Regions from separate parts of the Mus musculus genome. Here region 1 is linked to region 2. A link is a contact called in public HiChIP or PLAC-seq data. All regions are on one chromosome and are shown on one strand. The core of a region is the stretch at or near the end of the contact, and the rest is flanking DNA. Distances in the headings are between cores, read along the strand shown. Region 1 overlaps Gm27008 (a long non-coding RNA gene). Region 2 holds the start of Kcna2 (potassium voltage-gated channel, shaker-related subfamily, member 2).

Region 1 (5,687 bases), core at 1,334-3,833, 160 kb after region 2:
AGACTTAGTATGATCCTGGTGTATGATAACTTTTCAGTCCATTCTTATTGTGAGATAGTTTATGAATAGTGAGGTAAACAAGACAGGAAAAGATAGTTTAAACCAAAGTGGGAAGGATCCAGTTCTGCTTGTGTAGGTAGTCACCGAGGGTTCTTGACTTTGGGGAGGATACAGTCACACCTGGTTAGAAGTGAAGGTTAGATTATGGAAGAAGAGTTAGGAAGCACTGTATACCCTTTCCGTGTCTCCAGTACATTTGCTTGTATTCTTAACCCCAACAGAAGAAGTTAGAGCATCTCTGGGAGTTTCAATGACCTTCTTGTAGAGGAAAAAATGCACATGCTCATGCACATAAAATTTAGTAACTCTTAAGTTGGACTTAAATAAGTTGGACTGCAGAAGTCATCAAGCCCCACCTAATCACTGGGGACTTCACCTTGATTCTTTATTGTCTCATTCCTAAAAAATAGGTTCAAAGCAACGAAGCTTTAAACTTTAAAGCTTTCTACATATTCTAGAAATGTTTACAACAGAAAAGAGTAAGGGATAACAACATGGCTTAGTGGGTAAAAGTTCTTGCTGGCAAAATCTGACATTATGAGTTTGACCCCTGGAATTCATAAATGAAGAAGGGAAGCAACTCCTGGAAATTGTCCTCTGGCTTCCTTATGAGTGTATCCAAACTCACACATATCTACCATACACATACAATAATTAAAAACACAACAATTTAAAAACTAGAGAGAAAGAACACTATAAGAACTCTAAACTTCTTTTAAAGAAAACATTGCCCAGAGAATAAAATGTTTAAAAAGGGATAAAATGAATTAATACATGCTCATACAAATCCATAATATAACTAAAATTGACAAGTTTAAAAGAAGCAAAGAAATTTCACTGAGAACAGAACAGATATGAATAAGAAAAGGATGCTTACAGTGGAAGATTCCAATACCAGTTAATAGAAACTATGGAAGGGGGGGACGTAGGGAGTAGATGAAAATTGAATTATCAAAGAAATATTTGATAAAGTTTTTCACATGTGTGTGTGTATAAGATGCACATTTGTGCTAGGCATGGTGGGTCATGTCTTTAATCCTAGGACTCTGGAGGCAGAGGCAGGAGACCTTTGAGTTCGAGGCTTGCCTGGTCTACAGAGCAAGTTCCAGAACAGTCAAGGCTACACAGAGAAGCCCTGTCACAAACAAACAAGCAAACAAGCAAACAAACAAACAAACAAACAAACAAACAAAGGGCCTTTGTGCATATATGTGTATTTGCTGTTATGTTAGTGCATGTGTGCATACAGGTGCACTTGGTACGCATGGGTGTCAGGTCTCAAAATTGATGTTAGTTGTCTTCCTCAGTTAAGCCCAGAACTCCCTGATTGGGCTACTTGTATAGTTCCAGGATCCCATCTCTGCTAGAATTGCATGGGGGCCAGCATGTCCAAGAAACTTCTTATGTCATTTCTGGGGATCTGAACTTTGGTCTTCATGCTTACAATGCAACTGCTTTGCCTGCTCAGCTAGCTCCCCATTCCTGATAGCCTTTTTCAAACCATATATATATGTATATATATATGTGTGTGTGTGTGTGCATATATATATATATATATATACATATGTATGTATATATATGAATAACACTTGAGTATTGTGCAGTGTGCAGCTCTAGAAGGGTACAATTCTAATTCCAGGCCACTATCTCTGACTTGCAATGGTTCCATCATGTAACAGTGATACTTATTTAAATAAAAACTGTACTTTGATCTTTTCTAGGTCCACTGATAGGACAATTTCTTGAGATGCTGGGCAGCAGCCACGAGTTGAAGCTCCCTATCATTCTCCATCATAGGTGATGGATGGGTACTCAGCCATGTACCATAGTACATGACACCAGTATTTTTGAATATTTTGACTTCTGTTTTAACATACCACCATGTCTAAAAATTATTCACCTGTGCATATACATGAGATATTCACCACTTTGTTGTGAAAGTGACTGACTCTGTGTTAGATGATTTCATCCAACTACAGGCTAATTCAGATATTCTGAAGTTCATCTTCCTAAGTGCCTTAAAGGTACTCTGGCTGAAGATGTTTTCAAGCTTCGATGGATTAACTTGGATTCAACCTTCGTGTAAGTCACTGAGCAACTGTGCTTCATGCTTCTTCAAATTGAGGTTTCTATTAATTTCCAGGCTTATGGAGTATCTTTGCCTCTTAGGGACAAGACCAGGGGTGGGGCAGATTACTGTGAATGGAGTTTATTCTATAGACTTTTCAAAACATGCTTTCATTGTTTGTCTCTTACACATATGTGTTTAATATGCATTAGAGATCTAAAATTAAAAGGGGAGAGGATTTGAGATGCACATTTGAGATAGACTCATTAAGATTTGGCAACCTATGAGAGACAGATAAAAAGGAGAAAGCAGAGAATATTCTGCTAAGTAAAGAAGAAACGAAACCAAACCAAACCACTACTAAGACAATGACAAATCCCGTAAACAGAAGAAATTAGTGCCATAGAAGTAAAAAAAATACATGACACAATTTCCAGAGCACATGGTGGACAATAGTGCCACTTGCTGGTAAGTGGGGAATTATACAAGCCTTGGGTTTCAGAGCCACAGTTCCTAATGGCTGCTTTCTCACCAAAAGGATGAGAATCGCTTTTGCTGCTGTTTTTATAAAATACAGTGACATCCTTGATGGAGTAAGATGCCATTTTCAATATTATATATTAGAAATATTCTCATGAAATTAATGAGTATTGTCCAAAGAAAAGGTTATGCTATTGAAAATAACTTTTGTTTTCAAAATTATAAGTTATTTCCATGGTCCTGGGAAAGATAGCTTTTCTTTTAAATTTGAAGAAGGTCAGGTGACACTTTCTTGACAGAGAGATGGATCTTGGATTTTAGGATCTGTTTTTGGAGAATCCCAGGCAAATTCTCTAGCCCAGAAGGGTAGCCACATGAGACTACAATAGACAGATCAGCCTTCTTCCAGCTGCCAGACTCAAGCTGCACAAGAAGGCTCTTCCCCTGGAGTAGATAGACAGTGGAGGCCTGAAAGTGATGTTCCTCACCTAGTCCAGGAGGACTTCCCAGAAACCACAAACCACATCCTGAGTCTCAACCCAAGAAGAGACAGAGATGACAGGAAGGAGAAACAGTCTGGATGGAATGTGGTCCAATTTTATTACTGTCTGACTGTCTTTTACTCTAGTTCAATGAAGGAAGCCTCCCACAGAAATCTATCTCTGATAGATCATGGACCTGTGGAGGAACCCCCTAGTGACTCCTGCCTGGTATCTTCAGTCCCAAAGGAATGCCTCAACCTTTACTACCATTTGGTTTCATGGAATTTACTAATAATGACAAGTCAGACAGCAGATCAATAGACAATAGTCAGTTGTTGTGCGACAGGAGTGGGGTTCTGAGAAGCATACCCTTACATAATTTTGTAAGTAAGTGACTATCACAGATACCTAGACAGTTAGCCCATTGCATACCTAGCCCTTCAGGCATCTGCTCCTTAATTGAGAAGTCTCATGCATGCTACAGATTTCTTCGGGAAAGCAATCTACTCTCACAAGCAACTTATCTAGAGTGTCCCAGAATTCTTAGCTGTTTTCACATCAACTCACAGAATAAATAATGAGTCCAGAATTACTTAAACCTCCAGATTGCAGACGTCAGGCCCACCCTTTCTCTCAACATTGAAAGCAAACTCTGCCATTGTCATTGATGGTCTCAGTGCTGATGTAGCTCAGTGCCTGATCTTCAACTCAGGTCACCAGAAGTTATTCCACATACAATATGGGCTCTTCTTGAAACTGTTTTTGTTTCCTTGCCTTCAGTGACTTCACAGCTTCTGACATCTAGCAATTATTCTTCAAGATCACAGGTAAGTGGGACATGCCTGATGAGAGAGAAATAACCATCATTGATTTTTGTGCTTTGTGGTCCCTAGTCATTTCTAATTCTGTTTCTAGGCCAATCACTCACCATTACTGACAAAATTAACAGTAGATCCTGTTCAATTAGAGGCCAGAGTGAACCAAGCACATGATTATGTCAAACATACAAGAAAGAGATGCTGAAGCTGTGAAGAATGAGCACTTTTCTTTCTATTAATAGGAGTATACTCTAAGACTAAAAAAATACAGTAGAAGAAATACAACTCAGTAGCAGTCACTTATTATAATTGTTAAGGATTGTATACACTATATAATTATATGAGGCTGGTGGCACAGTAACACAAATTACACATCCAGCAACACCTTAAATAAACAGGTGACTAATGCATCACATTACAGTGTGATGTCACTATGATTATGTCATCACTAGAGGCATATTTTAGTTTAAGTATAATATGGGCACTGACATGTGACCTATCATTGATTTAAATGTTGTAATGTGATATATGATTGTTTTGTATTTGTTGACTTTCCTGCTGAGATGGGAAGGTGTCCTAGGACTTGGAAGTCTAGGAATCACACAGCTCAGAGATGGGTAGGTATCCAAGTGGAAGGGCATCCTGAGACACAGGAGCCCAAGAACCATATAGCTCTGAGGAAGCCTCCTCAGCAGAGGTGTTGTAGCTCCCAGGGGACAGTATCCCCAGCTGAGCTGAGGAGCTCAGGGGTCTCAGCCTTGCTCTGCCTTTCCCATTCTTCCCTTTTTATCTTCATTGCTTTCTGTCTTCTTCTGATGAGAGAGTCATACCAGGCAGCACATCTCATAAAAGAGATTTATTGTAGGGTCCAGGGTCTGGAGGGACAAATCCAGGAGTGGCTCCTGGGAGGGAGCAGGCAGCTTCAGGGAACTGCACAAAGGGCAGTGCTTATATAGAGGATCTTGGGGATGGAGCTTTCTAGGGTGGAGATTTCCAGGGTGAGAATTAGTAGAATTTTAAGTCCTGAGCTTGGAGAAGCTCAGGGATTGGTAGCTTCTGCTTGGACTTTTCTGAATGTCTGGAAATGATCATTGTGACAGTTATAAAGACTGGAAAAGTCTTTATGACAGTTAAGGATGTCATGGGAGGAGACTGGCTGCTGGAGTTCTTCAGGTAGAGGCCTGGAAACTTTCTTGCTTTGAGATTTTACAATGTTTACAAAGGGAGCTCACAGAGGGAAATCCTTCCCTGCCTCTTGAGTGGCATTAACAGTCAACAGTAATACTTGTTCTTCTCTCAACATTTCACTTAGAAATCCATTTACACACACACACACACACACACATACACACACACACACACACACACACACACAGACACACACACACAGACACACACACACACACACACACATACACACACACACACACACAGAGAGAGAGAGAGAGAGAGAGAGAGAGAGAGAGAGAGAGAGAGAGAGAGGTATATATGTGCATGTATCTAACTATGTATGATCTTTTCTTCTTTGGACCATCATAGCCTCTAACTTTTATTTAGAGTCTAAATGAACAGGATCCATTAATGTCAATAAGAGCCACATTGAGGCATTGGTTCTCTTTCCCCTCTTTGTTCCAATGCAGGTACCAAGGCAGGGATGTGGAAACTACAAAGGAAGAAACCAGTGAGGCAGTTAGGGATGCTGTACTGCAAACATCTCGACAGGCTTGATTTGAGGCACAGTGGCTCATGCCTTTAATTCCAGCACTTGAGGCAGAGGCA
Region 2 (4,953 bases), core at 1,193-3,692:
AAGTCTGAGCTTCTGCAGGAAAGCCCCAGAGCCCTTTGTGAGTTGGAGACACAGCCCCACTCGGCTGAAAGACAGAGGCAGGTAAGGACATGAGATCACCAGTCATTGGCAACCTGACAGGAGGTGCACTTGATGTCCCCAAGAGTTCAGAAACATGACTGTACCATCACTTCTGCCACTAAAACTATTATCACCTTGTCACTTGTCTAGGGGTCAGTAGGGTTCAGGGAACAAACAATCTTTCAAGGAAGCTATAGAATGGCCTGCGCTAGGGGCAGGCGGCTGAGACAGGATCTTGGGTACCACACACATGCTGGGGACATAGCTGCACAGGAGGAGTGGAGAAGGGAGCCCTCTGCCAGGCACTGTGCTAATGTTTTGGCAATACCTGCACCAAAGGAGGTATTCATGGTAGGGTGTTTGGGACCTGGGCCTTGGTCACTGATGCCACCCCCATTGCCTCTATATGACTGCTACTAAGTGATTGTTTGATTTACCTGGCCAGGCAGGAGCCTGAGGTACTCTTCTTCGAAGAGCAGATCTGATGGCACAGATACACAAATAGGCAGCTCAGTCCCCGTCACATCTTCTCACTTGAGCTGGAAATAATGGTGAGTCATTCTGAGCAGGAGGGCAGGTCCTGGAGGTGTGCTCTAGGACTGGATGGGGCTCGAGGGACAGTGAGATGCTTGGCCAGGGGCGCGCACCACGACTTGAGGAGGAGAGTGGAGCTTGGGTCTGAAGCCTTTGGAAGGAAGGAGGCAAGATGCACAGCTCAGCAAAAGCCTGAGTCCTCCTGGCTGTCCTCCGGAGGTGTGACGTTGCCTGGAAAACACAGCAGCAAGGTGGGACCAAGGCTTCCAGGCAGCTGAGACCAAGACTTTTAAGGGCTCTGGCAGATCCCCTCAGGGCAAGTGACAAGCCCCCACATCTACTTTCCATGACACTTGTGAATGAGATCCACCACAGGAGCCTTTTCCTAACCTCTCCTGGATAACCATAAGCTTTCCCTTCCCATCAGCTTGAAGCACTTTCTCCCTAGACCTCAGTTGCCAACAGAAGCGACCCAGCTTTCTTGGTGTCAGAAGACATATCTCCCAAGAGGGAGGGTTTTCCTCTCTGACCTTAGCCATGTCCTGGTAAAGAAGCAATCCTTCCTCCACAACACACACTCCTTCCCAGCTAGAGAGGTCCCACAAGCAGCAAGATTGCCTCTGTAGAATGCCTAATAGAAGGGGTCGCTTGAACTTACTCTCCCTCCAGGATCCCTGGGCCTCAGGCCTTGCTCTGGGTTGGGTGGCATTTGAGCTGGGCAAGCACTCGACCACCGATTTCTTCCCAAGAGAAAATCCCTCACATCTCGGCAGGGAAGCACAGAACAAACGCTCAAGCTGCCTGACTGCGGGGCGGATTGGCTTCACATAGAGGGGGAGCCTAGAGAAAGCTGGCTTCCGGGCTGGCCCCCCGCCGACCCAATCCCGCTGGCCCCAGAGCCGGGGAGGGGTCTGGGCCCTCTCCCATCGCCCGGGGTTCCAGCCGGGATTCCGCCGGGCGCGCTCCCGCCGGAATCCGCTGGGCTGACCGGAGCCCACAGCCGCCGGACCGCTAGAGTGTGCCACCTTAACCCCTTCCTGCGCAGTGCGGTGGGCTCCCGCTGCGGGCCGGAGGGCAGCCTAGCTGGTGCCTGCGAGGTCCAGCCGAGGGACCACCAAGACTCCATCTCCACCTGAAACACAGGAGCCCGAACTCTGAGGGTGCAGAGCAGGCGTCGCCAGGCAGCTGCTCCAGATCTAGCTTCCTTTTAGGCTGGAGAGCTTCACGGCAGCCCACCACCCCGGCCAAGTGGAAAAAACAAGAGACTGCAGAGAAGCCCATTTTACTCCGTTGCCGAGAGGCAAATGCAACCAGGAGGACCCAAGTGACTCGGGTCCTACCCACCCACTATTTACCAGCGGTGGCTATGCAGTCAGCTGCACTTCCCATCACCCGCCAGCTCCAATCTGCGCCCTCCGCCCTATGTCACGCACAGACCACAGGGTCCCCGAGCCCATTCCATGCACTCTTCTGCAGGAACAAGTCTCCCCCTTAAGTCCCACGCAGCCGGTGCGGATCCACAGCCCTTCAGGCCGACATCAAGGGTCGGCACCACCTCGCCCACCCAGACTACCGTGGTACCCTGCAGCCCCTATGGGCGCTGCAGCCGGTCAGGGATGGCAGCATGCGCAGCAGAATGCCGGACACTGATTTACCCTTGCAGATGGGTACCAGAGCCTCCATGTTCCTGGGTGGCAGCCAGCACAGGCAGAACCCGGACAGCGGGCGGTGGCGGTGGTGGCGGCGGGGTGCGGGCGGCCAGCCGGGAGCCGACTCTGCAGTCCCGCGGGCGGCGCGTACGGAGCGCCCGGCCGCCGCCCGCAGCCGCACCGCGCCGCACCGCGCCACGCAGCGCCGCACCTGGCCCCGCAGCGAACTCGAATTAAAGGGGCCGGCTGGGGCAGAGCTAGCGAGGTGTGTCGCTCGCCGCCGCCGCCAAGCTGGCCACTGGGTTAGATCCCTGTGTCCCGGACCCCCACCGCAAAGAAAACACCCCATTCTTTGACAAAACCTAGCTTACCAAACAAAACTCCGCGCAGAGCTCAGCTGGGTACTGCCTGGGTCGGGAGACAGGGGAGAGGGTAGAAGTTGAGGAGCGCTTGAGAGGTTCTTGCCAACATAATGAAGTAGGCAGGATGAACTGATCAATACCATCCCAGGCCCGAGCGCGAGCCAGCCCCGAGGGAGATGTGTTGCTATTATTAAGATGCTGCCAGACAGAATCTGCAGACCCCAGTCCCCCCACTCCTGCCTTCTGCTTCTGCATCCCCGTTTCCTTCAGTACTCCTGAGCCCCACCTCTCTCTTACCCAGCACAGACTCGGTTTCCCAGGACAATACAGCAGGTGAGGGCCTGGCCTCAGTGTAGCAGAAACTCACTGCTGTCTTTGCCCCCCACGGGGTGGGGGTTGGGGGGAACTGCAGAACAACAGAACTGCAGGACTGGCTTCTAGCCTTTCTGACTTCCTTTCCCCAGGGCTCTGGACAGAGAGGGCGGAGGGACACACAGTTGCCCTTGGGAGAGCAGGCTCCTTACAAAAGCCCTTTCACAGATCTTAACACCACCAGCTGGCCCACGATCTCACCGTGGGGGTGCATGGTAGAGCAGGATATGCCCTTTGCCTCGGAAATAATTTGTATAGGAAGTTCTTGGCTTAGGTTGGGGATAGGAGTGTTTTAGGGGGTCCAGATTGGCTTGCAAACCTTGCAAAAGCTCCAAGCCTTCACTAGTACAGTTCTGCAGGCCCCCTGTCAGAACCGCCTACACGGATACTCCACAGAGGGACTCATTGAAATGAACTTCTGAGCTCTGATGTTCAGAGGGGCTCTGGTGTGTGAAAGACTCTTCCCTGGCCCTTTCTGCTAAGACAGTTCTCTTTATGCAAGTATCAGAAACTCTGAAAGCCTGCTTCCCTGCAAGGGAAGGTTCTAAGAGATTCGGCCATTTCCCAGTGGGAGCCTATAAGGTGGGTGAAAGATTGGACCCTACCTAGAGCTACAAAGCTAGAAGGCTTTGGTGGGCTTAGAGGGAAATCAATGTCTTGTAAGACCAGACTCGTTTGGCTTCTGGCTCCTGGAAGATTGGCTATGAAGATCGGTTGTCAATGCAGGATCCAGAGTCTAGCCTGGGTGTTTCACTTGCCAAATTCAAACTTCAATTTCTGTCAAGTTATTGGATAAGTAAATTTGCTGCAGAAGAAGCAACCTGTCAGTGGTAAACTGTGCATGAAGAGTTTATCTCTAACAATCACCTAAAAAACAATGGTTTCTGGTGCCCTGTCTGCTCTCAGATCTCTTAGGCTTCCGTTTGTGTTTCTCTTTGTACCTAACCACTGGGCTGTGTTTCTTATTCATCCTGCTTTCTACCGTAGTCTCAGCTATTCAGCAGAAACAACCTACAGTGCTCAGCTATGTACTCCTTCTGGATGGTTCCCCTGAGGGTCTCTGTTTCTCCCATTTGTCATGCTTATGTCCACTAAAGAGTATGCCTATAGTTTCATTGTCTTATTTATAGAACAAAAGGTATGGAGAGCAGGAAACCCTTGTGGGAGAATTAGTAATCATCGTAATTGGTGGCTTGTGCTTACCATGTGTCAGATGCTGTGCTGAGCTCCTGTGACCCAGCCCAACCTTCAGTCCTCATAGTCTTGTGACTTGCCTGTCAGTACTAGTCATTGGATGGGCCACAGAGGCAGAGGGAAAGAAGTGACCTGCACAAGGACAAGACGTGGTGGCTCTAGGTCTTGAATCAGATACCTGTGACTCCAGGGGTCCTGGGATCCGGATTCCCCCCTATATGTGTGTGCCCATGTGAGTGTGTGTGTGCGCCTATGTGTATGTCTATATGTTCTTGTGTGTTTGTGAGTGTGTGTATGTCCCTGTGAGTGTATGTGTGCCTGTGTGAGTATATGTATCTTTGTGAGTGTGTGTCCATGTGCATATGTGTGCCCATGTGCATGCGTGTCCCCTTGTGGGTGTGTGTATGTTCTCATGTATTTGTGAGTGTCTGTATGCCCCTGTGAGTGTGTATGGCTGTGTGAGTGTGTGTGTGTGTGTGTGTGTATAAGTCCGTGTGCCTGTGTGTGTGTGTGTTAATGACAAGTATCTTTGAATTTCACTTCTCTTTGGGATTTTCCTCTGGGCTCCACTTTTCTTTTGTCTTCTCATATGACATCCACTTTCCCTCTTTCCTTTAAAGTCTGACCTAAGTGTGAATGACAATGGAAAAAAATAACTAATGAAGGCAAAGAAGAAGAAAAGGCTATGGCAACAGCTCTTGTCCTGAACGGTCACTCTCTGGACACATTTGATAGTATCAGGGCTGGGAACAGAATAGTAGGAAAGAGAACATGGATCCAGT

The links. HiChIP or PLAC-seq counts read pairs in DNA pulled down with a chosen protein or histone mark.
Region 1: an H3K27ac HiChIP or PLAC-seq map of T-cell acute lymphoblastic leukemia shows a contact between it and region 2, with 3 times the contacts expected there. The contact joins the enhancer-like site here to the promoter of Kcna2 in region 2. A contact is called at or near these places in 18 of 39 promoter capture datasets (the 3T3-L1 cell line, 3T3-L1-derived adipocytes, the C10 cell line and 12 more), 2 of 15 datasets of contacts at CTCF or cohesin (CD8 T cells and large pre-B cells), 24 of 484 Hi-C or Micro-C datasets (the C10 cell line, CD4 T cells, CD8 T cells and 14 more), 18 of 115 datasets of contacts at active chromatin or transcription factors (CD8 T cells, T-cell acute lymphoblastic leukemia, VIP interneurons and 13 more) and 4 of 9 other capture datasets (adipose tissue, embryonic stem cells, liver and 1 more).

What each region holds. Positions count from the first base shown.
Region 1 is chr3:106,937,192-106,942,878 of GRCm38.p6, reverse strand. It overlaps Gm27008 (a long non-coding RNA gene), which reads left to right. Exons shown (of 6, transcript XR_867553.3): 3 at 1,782-2,142; 4 at 3,871-3,917. Among named protein-coding and RNA genes, the nearest start is that of Gm27008, 42 kb to the left of the region's middle. Within about 2 kb of position 2,583, at least 9 of the 459 cell types and tissues checked have an H3K27ac peak or open chromatin away from gene starts, as enhancers often do. A contact at or near this core is called in T-cell acute lymphoblastic leukemia, VIP interneurons and cortical neurons, where this site is marked.
Region 2 is chr3:107,099,056-107,104,008 of GRCm38.p6, reverse strand. It overlaps Kcna2 (potassium voltage-gated channel, shaker-related subfamily, member 2), which reads right to left and starts at 2,442. Exons shown (of 3, transcript NM_008417.5): 1 at 2,250-2,442; 2 at 498-825; 3 at 1-64.